2 separate regions of the Mus musculus genome follow, and region 2 is linked to region 1. The links are chromatin contacts, called in public HiChIP or PLAC-seq maps. All regions are on one chromosome and are shown on one strand. The core of a region is the stretch at or near the end of the contact, and the rest is flanking DNA. Distances in the headings are between cores, read along the strand shown.

What was found. HiChIP or PLAC-seq counts read pairs in DNA pulled down with a chosen protein or histone mark.
Region 2: a contact with region 1 is called in a CTCF HiChIP or PLAC-seq map of the NIH/3T3 cell line, with 6 read pairs. The contact joins two enhancer-like sites. A contact is called at or near these places in 1 of 15 datasets of contacts at CTCF or cohesin (the NIH/3T3 cell line) and 2 of 115 datasets of contacts at active chromatin or transcription factors (bone marrow-derived macrophages and effector CD8 T cells).

Annotation. Positions count from the first base shown.
Region 1 is chr4:88,999,571-89,003,688 of GRCm38.p6, reverse strand. The region is part of intron 1 of Gm34568 (predicted gene, 34568); the gene reads right to left. Among named protein-coding and RNA genes, the nearest start is that of Gm34568, 45 kb to the right of the region's middle. Within about 2 kb of position 2,013, at least 33 of the 459 cell types and tissues checked have an H3K27ac peak or open chromatin away from gene starts, as enhancers often do. A contact at or near this core is called in the NIH/3T3 cell line, where this site is marked.
Region 2 is chr4:89,527,723-89,531,840 of GRCm38.p6, reverse strand. No RefSeq gene overlaps it. Among named protein-coding and RNA genes, the nearest start is that of Dmrta1, 160 kb to the left of the region's middle. Within about 2 kb of position 1,675, at least 20 of the 459 cell types and tissues checked have an H3K27ac peak or open chromatin away from gene starts, as enhancers often do. A contact at or near this core is called in the NIH/3T3 cell line, where this site is marked.

The sequences.
Region 1 (4,118 bases), core at 764-3,263:
CATTTAATTGGGGCTGGCTTACAGGTTCAGAGGTTCAGTCCATTATCACCAAGGCCAGAGCATGGCAGTATCCAGGCAGGCATGGTTCAAGCAGAGCTGAGAGTTCTATGTCTTCATCCAAAGGCTGCTAGTGGAAGACTTTCTTCCAGGCAACTAGGGTGAAGGTCTTAAGCCCACACCTACAATGACACACCTACTCCAACCAGGTCACATCTATTCCAACAAGGCCACACCTCCAAATGGTGCCACTCCCTGGTCCAAGAATATACAAACCATGACACTGAGTTTATAGAAAAGGAAAGGAAATCTACAAGTTGAAGAGATAGCCACACTGCCATGGCTATGGTACTATTCAGAGTAGCTCAGGAATGGAAACAGCATAAGCGCCCATTGGTTGATGCGCCAATGAGGAAAACCTGGTACACGCCACACGTTCATGAATATGATTCATATTTTCATGAAAGAATGAAACCCTGTGGTTTGTAGCAGCACTGATGAAACCAGAGGTCATTATGTTAAGTGAAATGAGCAGGCACAGAAAGTCCCGCACCTGCGTGACCTCACTAACAGCAGAGGAGAAAAAAAAATCCATCTCTTAGAAATGAAGAGTGAAATGATAATTACCAGAGGCTGGTAAGTGTAGGGAGGGAGAAAGAACGGAAAGAGGCTAATTATCAGGTATTAACTTACAGTTAGGTAGAAAAAAAGTTCTAGTGGTGTGTTGCACAGGACAGTGACAATAGGTAATAACATATTCTCTTACTCTTTGTCTCACAGAAAAGAGTTTGAACATTTCCCCACCAGGAAGTAATAAGTGGGCCTAGGTTCTGTTTGTAAAGTGTTTGCCTTATAGGAACAAGGGCCTGAATTTGATTCCCAGAACTCATGGAAAACAGCTGGTGTCCTGCCACGTATTCATGATCCCAGTACCGGGAAAGCAAAGATAAGCCCAGCCCTGGGACTTGCCGGCCCCCTTGGTCAGCCCACTTGGTAAGCTCTAGACCTCAGAGACCCTGTCTCAAAAACAGAAATTGTCCATGAAAGATTGAAAAAAATTACAAAGTTTGTTGAGTTGGGAAGAGACTGATGAATTGGAGAAGAGTTTGGGGGGGGGGGCAGTGAATATGATTAAAACATATGGCATGGAACTCTTAAAAAAAAAACTAAGAAAAAATTTAAAACAAAAAACAGTAATGTGAATGGCTCCCAAGATTGAATACGCATCCCCCTCCCCCCCGTGTGTGTGTGTGTGTGTGTGTACAAGAAATGATAGGTGCTTCAAAAGACAGATATGTATGCCTGGTTTAGATTTCTATATAATATATTCATGATTTAAATATAATGCAGATGAGTACATGTTTTACTTTTTAATGGGCTATATAGATTTAACGGAAAGTGCAGAAACATTAGGCTCCTCCTCTTCCTCATTTAAGAGGTAGATAGTATCTATTTATAAAATGAGGGACTGTACCCAGGGTTCCTAAGGGCTCACTCTGCTCCAACATTCTTTGAGAAATTCTAAATCTCTATCCCTGCCCTCTCACTCAAATCATAAGCAATACTTAAAAGCATTTTTCCACAAGGATTTCTGCACATATTGTCTTGGAAATTTATTGTGAATCACTAAGTTACCCCCTTTTTGTTGGAAAATTAACAATGTTGCATTCTGTTGCTATAACCCAAACAATACTGAATTAAATTTGTCCTGGGCTTATGAAGGCATTTATTCAACAAAGTGATTTCTTTCCAAGCAAATGAGTTACTTATTTCCATTAAGAATAAAATAAAAAGAAAGCATGCTCTTCTCTATGTAACTAGTTCGGTAGACACTAACTGGTTGCATTGTCTGTAAAGCTGTGAATCAAGTAAAATTTCCTGTGAGTGTGCAGTTTCCTTTGTAGCTTACATAAATTTGTGGATTATTCCAAGATATGTACACTCATAGTTACTCACTTGAGAAAATAGAGTTGTGCGTACTTGCACATCATAGAAAAACACCCACACATACAAAGCCTGCCTTTTACCAGGACTTGAGATGAGAAAATAAAGCAGCCAGAATGGCTTCTTACCCCCTCCACCCTAACCACACCTTCCTGCCCTAAGCCTATTGCCCAAATCCAACTGTGCCCCAACACATGCCTCTTTGAAAATTGAAAAGATATTGAGAGGAAAGGTCAAGTGAAAAAAATAAAGCCGGAAAGAGAAACGTGTGAAAAAAGAGACCAAGACAGGAAATGTAGTTGGCTGGAGCTTTCTGAAGTAAACAGCATTTGGAAGCAGAGAGCAACTAATTCTTGACTTTCATGTTCTCCTGAAAAAGGTGATGGTCCAACAATTCAGTTGAATTAGGTAAATGGGGCTGTTTTAATGAGTTGAAATAAGATCATCTACCCAAGATACTTCTAGAAACTCAGTGAAATTCTTGGTTCTGATCATTTAGGTTAGAACTCTTGTAGTAGATAACCAATTAAACTCATCTTCTACTTGTGCATCTGGCGTGGTACTTGATCTCTACTACAGCAATTCTGTAGTGTTCTCTCTTTGCAGCATCACTCTTCCTATTTGTGCGTTCCTTTTTAGAATAAAAGTAGGCTGAGCCATCTCAGCGTTTGCATTTGCACTGAAGCCAAGCAGCCTGCCTAGCTCTTTGAAAGTGTAGGTATGGTTAAAGATAGAACCACTGAAAACCCAATAAAAGGAAGGCAAGGTGGTATCTATAGAAACGTCCTGCTGGGTTTCTATAGACAGGGCAGGAGGTACTAATCTGCTACCAGGGAACTGAGGAAGTGTGGTGGTGTTCCACAGCTCCAGAGAGCAAGCTAAGTGAGAATTTTGTAGGCCCCTAGCTGAGAGGTTGCCTCTTCAATAGAGAGTTCAGAACGTATTTGAGTCAGCCAACTTTTTTTTAATGTCTATGAAGTAGATATTTGAACCAATTTTTAGGCTTTAGTCACTCTAAAGCAAATTGCTGACAATAATCAAAAGTTCAAAATTATTGCTTGGTTGCAATTGCTGTTAGTCCTTTAAAACAAATATAGTTGCCTTTAAAAATGTTCATTCTTTAAAGTAAAGAAAAGCTTAAGTGAGGAAGAGCTTATAGCTTGCAAAAAAAAATGCACATCCCCCGGGGGGTCTTTATAAGTAGTAATCATGCTGCAATTGCTGCAAGAACAAATGAGGGCATCTATTCCATTAGCATGTACAAACAACTTGCCTCGTTAGATCTGACTTGAGACAAAAGTCTTGTTGTACACCAGCAGCCTTGTAAGTATTGCAAAAGTGACATTTAGCCCTCATCGGCATCGATTCATGCATTGTCATGTGGTGACTAAATCACTGAGTGTCTCATGCCCAGCAAGGAATTAGAGACTACAATGCTTGAGAACCATGTCAGTTGAAAACGACTGGAAAGTCATTTGATTCAGTTTAGTTATGAAAAACATTTATTGCTTATTTACGTATATAACACATTGTAGTGAAACATGCATAGGGCAAATGAGACTTTCCTTCAAGCAGCTTGTTGAAAATAGATAATTACAAATATGGCTATAAAATGAAATCTTGTAATAATGTACTGAATCAATGGTATGGGGTGTGTGTGCCCAGATGCACACACACTCATGCGTGCACAGATCCATTGATTTTTAAATACTTCCCATTGATTAGGGCCCAGTGGGTTTCTTCTGTCTAAGGAAAGACTTCAACCTTTCTCTAAGTGAAATGAGCATGCTCCGATATTGGAGCAGTAGCTTAGACATCCCTGTCTACATTTCTGTTTGCACATTTTAGTCACCAAGTTGTTCTCTGATCCAGCCATAAATGAGCCATATTGACTTTAAGTTGTGATCACTCCATGCAGACAACTTGTCTGTAAGGCGATATGCAAATATGGTGGAAGTATTGCATTTGATAAAAATGGCATTATGAGTTTGGGATAATTTCCTGTATTAAGCTTGATCCCTGCTAATAGATGCTGCTGCTATGGAAAACTGGGCAGTTCTGTTTCTATGAGACCAGAATGCTGTTTGTCCATGCAGCCCCATTCCAAAGTCCACTGAGAATAGTCTACTTAGTGGAGTTTAGGATAAGCCACTGGAGGTAGGAGCTTTCCCCCTTTT
Region 2 (4,118 bases), core at 426-2,925, 530 kb before region 1:
TATTTTATCTAAAGATACGATGAAGGATTCACAAGTCATCATTTTCCTCCTTGCCATCCTTATATGAAAAGAAATGTTTCTGGAACTTTCTCTTGCTCTGGGGTGAGTAATGGTTACTGGGGCCTGAGAGTCACGCTATGAATAACTTTGTGGTTCCTACAATCTCCTCTGTCAGTACAGAGTGGGTTTGGCTGGGTGGGCATAAAACGTCATTAAAACACCCTAACTCAAGGCACTATCTGAGTGGTTCTGTGTGTTTGTGCCTCCAGTAAATCTTGTTGTGTTCTTATCTTTTACACACCAGGAAGTTAAGAATAAAGAGGAGAGAAACAAAGGAGGAGGGAGAAAAATAAACAGGAGAAAGATGGAATGAATTCACTGTGTGCTTGTGTTTATTAAGGCGATTTCTATTTATTAAGCCCACTTTATTAGCAGATGCGCCCATGGGAAGGTCATATTTTTCTTCAGAGCTTAAAATGTTAAATGTGAGAGTAAACTTCAGGGGGCTGACAAAGCTTACTCAGAGCTACACGGCTGGCAAATGGGAGGGTGCCGCTTCTACAACAGCTTGACCTCTAGATTCAGTCTCATCCGCAAGCCGTCAAGGACCCCCGGGACCCCAGAAGGATGAGCCAACCAGGCTTGGCTTCCCAATCACGGGAACCACGTTCTAGCATCCTGCCCTGTCTGCCCACGGGTTGAGTCGCTATTCTTTCAAATTGCTAGAATTTGGCAAGGAGACAGAAATAATCTATGTCTGCACCAGTCATTTGTGATTTTGCTTCAGCGAAGACCAGGTATCACCTCTACTATAAAGCTTCACCTTTGGCATGGGATGCAAACTTTTCTCTGGCTAAAGACTTGGAAACAGTTGCCAAATGTGCAAGATTTCTTTTCCCTCTACTGCCAAAGAAGCGAGAGTGCTGTGCAAACAAGATACTTTGAAGAAAAGAGTCTGGGTCAAAATTCAAGAATTATTTTCCTTATCAAAAAAAAATTGGTTATTCACTCTATCTCTGTTATATCTCTGGAGGCTTCTTTTTCTACCCATAGGTACATATGTTCAGTCTATGTCCATTGGACCCTGAACTAGCACAATTCTGTTTGTTCTTGGGAGCTAAGCAAGGGCAGGCCAGGTTAGCACTTGGATGGGAGATAAATGTATACAACGGGGGAACTTTGAGCTCTAAAAGCCTCCAAGCTATAAAACTATGAAAGAAGGAGATGCAGCTAAGTATTAAGAGGGATTCTTGGAGAACATGGTCAGCTTTACAAAAAGTTTTAATGTGGTCAGCTCAAAACCCCTTGTGTGTTATAAATAAGGCCATTCTCATGGGTAGCCAAGTGCACTCAAGACAGTGCCATGGGTGAGCACTGCTACACACAGGAGAGATCTCAGATAGATGGTGACATGAGACACATGGACTTTCACAACCAGTATCTTTCTAAGTCAAATTTGACTCATCGTGTGCATAATCTGCGTGTTTTCTCATTTCTCACTTTTGTTGAAACTACCTGAGTCACTATTTTGATTTAAAACTTAAAAAAGAAAATCTGTCTGCAGACACCTGGCAAGCTGAGTCATTGGTATTTTAAAGCCTAGAGTTTCTTAAATAGAAACGGAACATTTATGCATCTGAAGACATGAGTCAGAAATGTTTTTATAGCTCCATTTTCTTACAAAGATGAGAAGACATTTTAGGGGTTTCCCCTAAGCATTGCATAAATATTTTTAAGCGCACTATGTTACACTGTGAGGCACAGGGGTGAACTAATTATAATCTCTTAGGTTCCAGATCTAAGCATCTAAGTGAGGAGCCGAAATACATTACTTTTATTGAACACAGAATGTATAACTTCAAGGATCAGGGGAAATTGAAAGCTTAGTAATTAGAGTAGTTGAAAATTAACCAGGTTTTTACAAAATGGGAAGCCACAATCCGGAATGTAAAAACAGCATATAAGTGAGAGTCAAGCCAAATGTCTGATCCATTCTGGTGGATCTTGTAAGAATTTAACTACAAAACGATAAGAAGTTTTCAGAAATCACAGAAATTACTTTTGATTAGAGAGCCTTGTACAAAGTGCCTAAAAGGCAATGTTTGTGAATAGATAAAAACCAAGACCATATACACACAGGCCTAGGTCTGAGGGCAACAGTAAGAAGAAATTCTCATTAGTTACAATTTTAAGAAAAGCTGATTCTATATACCATACAACTAACTGCTTCTGAATTGTAGCTAAGAATCCCAGCCTCATACAACAATCTATTCAGGCTTTCTAATCTGACTTATTATTTCTAATAAAAGCAATATCCAATAACAACAAAGTTACCCCACATTTTAGTGAATGGGCTTAGTCATGTACACATACACTACATGAGCAGCAGCATAGACAGCTAGCTTCCGAATCTGTTACGTGTGCCACACTCCTGGGATCACCTCGCCAGTGGAAGTCTGTATACAAACGCAGAGTGGATGCAACCATGTGCTAAGCACAGTCCACCAAGATTCCTGTGAGTCTTCTTTTTGTCCCATAACATTCCCAGCCCCTGGCTGTGCAGCCAGGGTGTGTCCTAAAGTCCCTGGGATCAAACCTCAAACAAAAACATCAGATTCAGTGTGACTTGTGGATTCAAGTGAAGGTTGGGACAAAGGGAAGCATCTCGGAGCTGCTATGGTGAAGATTCTCGTGGAAGTCACCACAGCAATCTCCCCTGGAAGGAGGGATCCTCTTCCTTCCTTCTTTATCCATTCGCCCTCTCTTTATCCATTCTCTGATCTCTTGAAGTCACTTCTCAAATAACCTATTTGCCCACAAGCATTGTTTTCAGACACTGTGTTTTGAGAAGTCGTTCTGAGATAGAATGATCTTTATAATCATTGATCTATGTAATTAAGATCTATGCAAACCTGAGAGTCTAGCCTGGGGGTGGGGTGGAAACACGAATGGAAATTGCTAGTGAAATATATCTGGTCATAAAAAGGATTGTAAAAACAATATACAAGCCAGATGAAAAAGGATTAAACTCAATGAACAGCAACCTCTAACAAAAAAACAAAACCAAAAGCAGCTCCAAGTTATGGGGCCTGACAATATGTTCCTCTGCAAATTCAAGCCTCAGAGTTTGGCCAAGACAGCCTGACAGCCAGACACGTTCAAAGGAGAAAATTCAAGTCCTCAGTGAACTTTATTGATCCAAAGTTGTTTAAGAATACTGACTCGATCAGTCCTTAATACCTTCATTAATAGTCTGTGAATGAGGCTCAGTCACAGGTAAAAAGTAGGATGTCTGGATTTGCCCACTGCTTACTGACAACTTAAAAAACAGAACTGGATGTTATTGTTATTGTTTTAATTAATTCACTCCATAAATTCAGGGCTGAAAGAATCTTTTCATTACACAAACTTATCTACTGTGATTGGAAGTTGTCCCCGTGGTACTTGATCTGTTAAAATTTTGCACACAAAAAAAAGTAAGAAATATAATTTCCAAAAACAGGAATTGCCCATTTTAGGATAGGAGGAAAAGTGTATTTTCTGAATTCTTATTTAAAAAAAAAAATCTTTCTAAAGACACAGCTACTGTTCATTGTGCTCATTCCAAAGTCTCAATAACTAAGAATCTCTGTGGAAAACAAAAGGTTTAGCCAAGGAAATGAGGCCATGCGAGGGAGTGGTAATGAGTCACAGATTCTTTGGTTTCTAACATTGGGAAACCCAGACTTCATCTGCCCAGTGCAGGGTGTTCTTTACAAACCATCCACCTTGCTAGGCATGGCAACTAAACAAAGCAGGCTCCCTCAACTCTTGTTGGATATATACCTTATGAATGAAGATACATACTCTGTTGTTTTGTTTGTAGTGTTTTGTTTTGCTTGGTTGTTTGGTTGTCTGCTTTTCAAAACAGGGGTTCTCTGTGTAGCCCTAGCTGTCCTAAAACTCTGTAGACCAGGCTAGCCTCTAACCCTGCACCCCTAAGGCTGGGATTAAAAGCACAGCCATCTCCTGGCCAGTTTTGTTACGTTAACCAAAGAGACTTTTGTTATTGGAAGTGATGATGGGTGTTAGGAAGGAGAAATGCAAGAAGAGAAGACAAGGAAAGAAATCAAATTGAA